2 separate regions of the Zea mays genome follow, and region 1 is linked to region 2. Evidence: chromatin contacts called from public Hi-C data. All regions are on one chromosome and are shown on one strand. Each heading gives the region's core, a stretch centred on a gene start, on an enhancer-like site or on the middle of the called end of the contact. The rest is flanking DNA. Distances are from core to core; before and after follow the strand shown.

The links. A called contact is a pair of places that touch in the nucleus more often than the background predicts.
Region 1: a Hi-C map of ear shows a contact between it and region 2, with 2.3 times the contacts expected there. The contact joins the promoter of LOC100194093 here to the promoter of LOC100273771 in region 2. A contact is called at or near these places in 3 of 25 Hi-C or Micro-C datasets (ear, endosperm and tassel).

Annotation. Positions count from the first base shown.
Region 1 is chr3:225,697,616-225,702,230 of Zm-B73-REFERENCE-NAM-5.0, reverse strand. LOC100194093 (Elongation factor Ts, mitochondrial) reads right to left here and starts at 1,312. Exons shown (of 10, transcript NM_001139147.1): 1 at 1,261-1,312; 2 at 593-916; 3 at 329-501. The coding sequence starts at 857.
Region 2 is chr3:225,466,722-225,471,083 of Zm-B73-REFERENCE-NAM-5.0, reverse strand. It overlaps LOC100273771, which reads left to right and starts at 1,887. Exons shown (of 31, transcript NM_001148175.2): 1 at 1,887-2,339; 2 at 2,888-2,981; 3 at 3,665-3,866; 4 at 3,952-4,093; 5 at 4,217-4,317. The coding sequence starts at 2,157.

The DNA of each region.
Region 1 (4,615 bases), core at 63-2,562, 230 kb before region 2:
CTAATTAATCCATGATTAACAAATAGTTACGGTAGCATCATATGAGCAAATCATGAACTAATTAGGCTTAATAGTCCCATCTTACCGTATAGTCCTCATATGTGTAATTAGTTTTATAATTAGATTATATTTAATACTTCTAACTAGCATCCAAACATTCGATGTTATGGGACAAATTTAGACACGTAGATCCAAACGGCCCATAAATTGTTAATGATGTTACATATGTAACTTTGCATTTTATGTGTGAAAAGTTTAAGCAGAGATCAACAAAACAGCTCAGCTGCCGGTAATTAAGATAAAATTGTTACTGGGGAATGAAACCAACCAGGTACTGGAAAACATCATTTCTTGCTACGAAATCAGTTTCACAGTTAAGCTCAACTACAGCAGCCCTTTTGTCATCTTGTGCGATAGCTAGCAAACCTTCAGCAGCAGTGCGTGAAGACTTTTTGGCAGCAAGAGCAACACCTCTCTTCCTTAGGTCCTTCTGTGCAGCCTCTGAAAGAAATTGACAAACTCAAATAGGAAAAGCGAACTAAACAAATAAGTCAACTAAATCATGACATGGCATGGAGCTAGAAGAGCAAACCAATATCCCAGTTGCAGGTAACTAGAGAGGCCTTGACATCTTTGATTGGAGCACTCGTTCTTTGTCTGAGTTGCTTAATAAGGTTCATTTGCTCTGAAGAAGACACCTCAGAGCCGAATCTCCTAATAAACACTCCATCTTGGGGAACATGAGTGCTCAATTGGTGAGTCTGGAATGCTGAAGAAGAGTATGCCCGAGCAGTTTGGTGCTGAGAACGAAAGAGAAGCCCTAGTATGGACCTCTTAGCACCTTGACCCCATGCCATTCTCACAGAATATACTGCAGCCTCTGACGGCGTACGTGTATCAATGATTTTTTTTCAGCCTAAGAAACAATATATGAACATCATAACAGTACATTTTCCTTTGAGATTAGATCGCTTTTTGAACGTAAACTTTGAGATAAAAAATATTTTATTTTTACTCTTTTCACAACTCTGTTAATTATCACTCCAGCGCAAATGGATTCCATCAAGGCAATTAGACAATACCACACAGATCTAAAACAAAAATTGCAGGTGGAGTGAGTTTGGAATGGGAACAAAGTGCGGCGCACAGAACAGGGACGGACTCAGTAAATGATTCACGTTGCAATTAGATCAGTTCCATTCCAAATAGCTTAGGTTCTGCTCGGTTGCGCACAGCAGAAAGTAAAGAGAACGAGCGTACCTGTTAGGTGCTCGTTGCCGGAGAAGGGGCTGACGAAGAACTGGGCATCTGGTGTAGGGCGGCGGCGGCAATAGCCTAGTCGGCGAGAGAGAGCACGCGGGGAGAAATAATAGCCCAGTCGGTAGCTGTTGGGCTGATGGAGAGCAAAACGTCAGGGATCTCCTGCTGGACATGGGCCGTCCATTCTTTCAACAATACTTCTACATATTTTCTTATTTTGCTTTCTTGTTTTTAGTTTTTATTTATTCTTCCTATACAATTTAACTTATCATTTTTATAGGAAAACTGCTGGTGGTTGGCGGAACATTGGTTTGAATGTTTATTGGAACATTTAAAACGAGTAAAGTATTTTTTAAGTGAGAACTTTTTTGTCATAAACATTCGAACGGCTTTTCTCATGAATCTAAAATATTTTTTGTAAATCAGAATACTTTTATTATGAAGTTAGACACTTCTATTTTAATATAGAAAAAATTCTTTGAACCTAGAGCAAGTTTTTTAATGAACAGAAAATAGTTTTGTCTTGAATATGGACCGACTGTTCCGCAAGGTCATAACAAGGACATTGTTCCGCTCAATAAAAAAATTGTTTATGTTTCAATACAAAATATTTTATAAGAAAATATCGTCAAATGAATCCAAGCATATTTTTTGTAAATCTAGAATACTTTTATTATGAAGTTAGAACACTTCTATTTTAACATAGAAAAATTTCTTTGGACCTAGAGCAAGTTTCTAATGAACATAAAATATTTTTGGCTTGAATATGGACCGACTATTCCGCAAGGTCATAACAAGGACATTGTTTCGCTCAATAAAAAAATGTTTATGTTTCAATACAAAATATTTTATAAGAAAAATATCGTCAAATGAATCCCAGCAGTGATCTTTATTTTAAGATTTTATTGAAAAAATACAATAACGCAACTGTAATTTTTATCTCGATGCATTGTTTAGAAACCGTGACCTTTATGTATCAAATTTCTTTGGTGCATACACGGTGAGGTTGGCGATGAGCAGAATTTATTTACTCAAGCAAACTAAATCCAGTTTTAGTGGGAGTTTACATAGAGCTCAATTTTTATTAAATGACATGCCACGTAATCAAATAAAATGATATGACATACATTTTAACGAAGAGAGACATGTAAGAGTTTCATGGGAGATAAAAAATATAGAGATAAAATTCTGGACACACTATTTTCTAGATAAATGTTGACATAACAAGGCCCTTGAAAACATTGCGATGAAACTCTCTATCGAAAATGACCTAATATCATTTTAGTATCAGTCGAAATGGTTAGTACACCTCATTGTCTCAAATAAAGAGAGTTGTGCACTATAAAAGTGTTTTATATGATGATTAATCTAGTATTGTCAACCTTTATAGATTTTTAGGTATTGATGGTCAAAGCTTTTAAAAATGACATGAAAAAATCTAGATAGTTAGATGGATTAATTTGAATCGTGCCATTACAAATGCTACAGTTTGCAAAATGTCTATTTGGAACCATACATTACTGAAAGAGAAATGTGTCTTTGGACCATTTCTAAGTGTTTTGGTGATTAACTGCCCAATACACCACTTTAAACTAACCTTCATGGTATGGACATGAGCATAGGTTCCATTTAAGCAAATTGAAGGTGTAAAGTCCAAATGAGTTGGATTAAAAAAACCCAAAAGTGCAACCTTGGGGAAAACCACAAAAACAGGGGGTTTAAGTGTTTAAATAAGTTGCACTTACTTTATGATATGTTCCTTACACTGCTATTTGGCTACTAACTTCTTTGTGCAAGTTAAGTGGCAAGTTGGTCTTAGTTTCAGCACATTGAAAATCTTTTTGAACTAAAGGAACAAAGGTATAATTCTAGCACTTAGTCAGTTGCTTTAGATGCTAATAATGTTCATATAAGTGATAGGGAACTTCTCAAGTCAAGCTAAAAGGAAGGTGTTGGAGCGAAGGTCGACCGCCCCCTCGGTCAGACTAATCCAACCACAATCAAATATGTTTTGACGCAGGTACAAGAAGTGAAGGTCGACCGCCCCTAGGTCGGTATCGGCATCGAGGTCTTCGACCGGGACTCTCGGAGGGGATGGAGCGAAGGGCCACACTACTCGAGGGGGCTTGTTGTAGCCTTGTGGATGCGCCCCTAATGACTCGGACTCTTCCACTAAGCAAAATAGTCTCGACGAGGTCGAAGGCTCGACTTCGTAGAGTAAAAGGCACATCGCATAGGCCAAGGCTACGGCGTTCTACGGTGGGGTCCATGCTACGCCCAATCACCCTTCGGGCCCACTTGTAAGCTCTCTTTAGGTAGGTTCTATAGGATGTCTAGTTCGATTGTACCTCACACCACTGTAATGAACCTGTAGGAGGGAATATTTCGGGAATGTAGCAGGTAACCGGGGGTATAACAGTACTTGGGGACCCACCTACCCGACCGGTTACCTATAAATACCCTCGCACTGTACACGGACGTGACACACATAACAAGATGCTACGGTTCTCGTCCACAGTTCGTTGTTCACCTGAGCTCTTCCCCCACCTGAGTGTTTGGGCCCACCCGTCCACGTGTAGGTGGTCCCAACATTTGGTGGGCAGGCGCCACAGCAGTCATCACGACGCCATCCAGTGCCAAGTAGAGATACGACACGCACTTAAGCTTCGCACTCGAGTCAGACAGATGCACAAACAACATAACAGAGTATGAAGATATCATCCTAGGACTTCGGAAACTCAGAGCCCTCTAGGTAACAACATGCATAGTCAAACGGATTCCAAGAACGTTGTTGGACAAATGGAGAAAGATTGCGCAGCCAGGGAGCTGATCCTCGTGCAATACTTATCAGCCCTGCGAGGTCTGGAGAAATAATTCAGGGGTTCACACTACAATATATAGACAAGAGCAAGAATGAAGAGGCCGACATGTTAGCAAAGGCAGTAGCAAGTGGTGACCCCATAACCTCAGAGGTGTTCTTCCATACGATAGCCATACCAGTGGTGAGAAACCCTGAAGGCCTCGAAATCACAGACGATCTCGAAGGCCAAAGAATTGTAAACCAAATAATGACATAGGACTGAAGAGCATCCCTAACCATGTACCTTTAGGGCCACTATCACCCCACCGATCAGCTAGAGGCCAAAAGGTTGAAGCACCGAAGCCGTGATTTTGCAATAATAGAAGGCTGGCTATACAAAAAGGAATGAGTCAACCTTTGCTCAAATGTATCGCACCGGTCGAAGGCATCGAGCTCCTCCGCGAAGTCCACAAAGGCATCTGCGGTTCTGTAGGCGTTTCGACCCCGGGGGGGTCCCTGGACCGACGAGTAAATTGTCGCTGCGTGTCCCAGCCC
Region 2 (4,362 bases), core at 638-3,137:
CTTTCAGACTCACTTTTATTTCTAACGCTAACCTCGGCTTGTAGTGGTGCTTAAAGTTTATAAATTCCAGATTTGCCGATTCACCCCCTCTAGGCGAATTTCAGTAGTTCACAAAAGTCAACCACACATAACATAGTAACTCAAGTTAAAAAACAATACCCTACAACTATTACTTAAAGCTCAGTGTGGTCACACATGGCATTATGATCACTCATCACTGTCAATATATTCGTTCTCTTCATCATCCTACTACTGACCTTTCCCCTGTATGTCCATGCCATCCTACAATTTTGCATACAGAAACACAAAATATAATGTCGCATATATAAATAGGGGATACATCATGTGGGCTAGCTAACAACATAAAAACGAGTTATACCATATTTAAATACGGTATAATCCCATATTAATACGGGATAAACGAAAACAACTAGGATATGGTCCAAACCGTTTTGTTTTTCTCATCCTTTTTCCGTATCGTTTTCACGTTTGTTCGAAAATATGAATTTGAGCAGAGCAAATGTAGAAATCGGTGTGCAACGGAACGAGATTTTCTCCAGCCATTTAAGTCCCTAGTGGCTAGTTGTAGTGGAGCCGTACCTTTGGGACCAATCTTGCCCAAAGGAAGAGCCAACCATATTCCTTAGTCTGTAGGTGCTCCTATACTTATCTAAGTCAACAACTTTGTTTTCTTCATGAAGGAGGCCTAAAGAGGGTCCCAAGACTCGACCATTGGTTAGGACTTAGAGGCCAGGGACCTTTAAGGTCTCTAGTTTGTGATTGATAGTCCTATAAATATATGAGAACCCCATAGTATGGAGAGCCTGGGGGGTTTAGGCCATCTCCAGCAGGTCATGTAAACGGTCGTGCAAAATATTATTTTGCACTGTAGATTGCACTGTTTGCAGAGTGAAGTTTAAAATATGGAGTGAGATAGAGAGTGGAATAGAGAGTCTGTTGAAGATAGTCTTAAGAGCCCAAGTCTCCGTTATAAGGCTAAAGAGCCATATAAGTTCGATAGACATGAGATTGAGTCTCTCAGTATGATATCCTTTTACCATAGCTAGGATCAAGGTAGGTATCCAAGGGTAGGTCTTGGGGGCACGTGGCTAACACTGTTGAGTATGATGGATTCTTATGTTAAAATATAATTTAAGTGATATTGAGAAAAGAAAAATTTATAGAAGTGAGAATATCAAGTATTTTGAGAAAAAGTGAATCTTATAAGATAACCTCTACTCCTTTAAGGGTCGTACGTAACACGCAAAACATGTAGATTTGTTTTACCCACGCCTCGCCTAATAACTAGATAAAATAAGCTTTACTTCTTATTTACACAACTAATTATGTAACCATCACAAGCGCTTTATCCTCTTTCACCCCACTGTTGCCGTTGTATATTAACTCCTAACTTCTCATCTCTTAACCCGTCTTTGCATCTCTCACCCAAATTCTTCTGTGCCTTCGACTAGCCAGCTGCTACCGCCGCACCGCCGCTTTTACCTGTCTCGTCGACAAGCGCTTTAAACCGCCGCTATACGCCTCTATAGGCAGATGAGTAAGAACAACAGAGGGAGAGAGAAAGAGGCGTCGTCGCCGGTGTTGCGTGGCTAGGAGGAGGAGACGACTCAGATTCTAAGTTTAGTTATGCATGGTTATTGACAAAAAATCATAAATATATTAAAGTCGATAATAAAATTAGTTTTCTTAATTATTGTGCTGTAATGAATGTTTATGTGCAGCCACAACGTATACTAGTTTATTTTAGGAGTGATGAGTCTCAAATTCTAGTATCCCTCTGCTCAGGCCTCAGGGGCTTCTTTAACCGTTACAAAATTCAACAAGTACCTTTCAGTCATCATCGTCGTAAAAAAAGGGCGAACAATTAAACACAGAAGCGAAGAAAACGAACGAATTGCCGCTGAATCCTTAAGAACAGACGACGATCTGACCCGCGGGCCTCTCGTCCCCTTCTTCCTGCACTTCAGGTCTGCAACCATCATCTATCTGGCTTCCTATTCCGCTTGGTCGCTTCCCTCCCTCCCTCGTCCTGCTCGCGCGCGGAGTGAGCCTACACCACAGGGAGAAGCAGGCGCCAACCGTGACACCGAGGGTACCTAACTGGAGGCCGGTGATCTCCGGTTCCGGCGGCGGAGATGGGGTCGTCGTCGCGGATCTTCGAGTACTTCGTAGTGTGCGGGCTGGGCCCGGAGATCCGGTCCCTGGATGGCATCAAGGGTTTCCATGGCGTTGAGGAGATGTACATGTCGGCCTTCCTTGACCAGTTCCCGCCGTCCAACCACGCTCTGTACCCTCCTCCTCCTCCGCAGCTCCCCACCGTGAGTTCGCAGATCCCGCCTCTCCTCCCTTCCCCTCGCCCCGTTAATTCGATGGAGCGTCGATCTGCTTTGGGTTATTTCCGGCCGAATTCCCGGCAGAGTAGAATGGATCGAATTGGCGATCACCGAAACACGCGCATTCAGCATCGGCATTTGGTTAGGGGTGGCTTATTGCTCATTTCGATAAAAAGAACACTGATTGTGAGTGAATCATGTTGCTTTATGCAGCGGGCTTATTACTAGCATCATGTATTTATGTGGCTGCCTCACTGGCATAGTAGTGATGAAATTTTTAGTCTGCTGCAGAACATGCTTTCTCTGCACCTGCTTGCTGAACTCAGTAGTCTGCTGCTCCCCTGTGCCTGCATGTTGGCCCTCCTGCAGGGCTCATGCTGCACTGCTGCTGCATGCTTGCTTGGTCGTTGACTGGTTGTGGATGTGTTTTTACTTAAATGATATCTAATTTCTCTTTAAATTGAGAAACTGCTCCTTTTTCCTTTGGATTCGTGAATCTCATCCTATATAACATTGACTGGTCACAAATGCAGTGTGTTTTGCCAGCGGGAGTAAGAATATATTCTTCAGGGCTGGACACAGATGATGTCTCAACTTATCCACGTAGTTATCCTATAGTTTTAACAGGTACATGCCATAGACATTCAGATCTATAGGTCTGGTTGAAAAATAATATTTTGTATAAATTCGAACCTTATGGTCAAAACTGCTATTGCTTGCTGTATACGGGAAAATTCGTTCAATGCCACTCCTTAACCATCTAGAAAATGCCCCTCGCTAGTAAGTCATCTAGAAAACACTCTTAGCTAATGCGATTCTTCTCGCATTATAACACCTTGTCTATTTGGTCTTATTTAATTTTATTTCTAATCTGAAACTAACTTAAAAATGATAAATATTTGTAATCTGAAATTATGATATTAAAACTTATCAATTCCAAAAAAAATAGTTAAGTTCCCAGAAGACTGGTTTGTATGGTGCAATTGGAAAAAATAGTTTTGGTTGTGGTAAAAAATAGCAAAATGTACTCGTATGCAGAATTTAAACATTTAGATTTTGTTGTGTAGAAAACTCGTATTCCTGGTCTTTGTTCCATACCATTTTTAAGTTAATTTCAGATTAAAAATAAAAAGAAATCAGACCAACTATATAAGGTGCTATAATGTGAGAAGAATTGCATTATCGAGGGGCATTTCCTAGCCGTCTTACTATCGAGGGGCATTTCCTAGCCGTCTTAGAATGAGTGGCATCGAACGAATTTTCCCGTTGTATACAGGTCATCCTTTTAACTATGTTGTGATTTCTTGTAGAGGGAGATGGCTCAAAAATTTATGTCAGTTGTATTGCATTTCGGGATCCTATTTGTGAAGACATAATTGAGGCTTACCAAATTCCGGCGAATTCGTTTGCTGATAAATGCATCTGCCTTGTGTCCCATTCTCCTAGTTTCCAAGTCCTTCGTGATGCCCTTGAGGAAATATTTGTTCTTTGTTTTTCTCCTTCAGGGTGCAGGTAAATTTAGTATTCATGTACTTTGTGTGTGCTTGTTTCAAGTTTCAACTACCTCACCATTTAATTTTGTGTTATCGGGTTTCAGCAAGCCTTTGTGGGACATAATATCTCATATGGTGTCACATGTGACATTACCCACACCAGGAAAGAATCGTGTCTTATTTGCCATTGAGAATTGTCTTCTTTCTGCGGAAGCTCCTCCAAAAGAATGGCTTCCCCATGCTGATGTATGTTTCCTGTTTCCATTTGTTCTTACGCTATTCAGCCTTGTTTCCAATATAATTCATATGTTAAACTGAATACATTCATTTTATTCACATCAGACTGGTTAAGTTTTTCTGTGCCTGCAGATATCATTCCAGCCATTGGTGCAGTGTCTGGATGTTGATAAACTAATACTTCTCTTTACAGCTGTCCTGCTTGAAAGAAGGATATTGCTTCGATCAAATAAGTATTTGATTGTTCTGTCCCCACTTCCCACTTAGCTACTTTGATC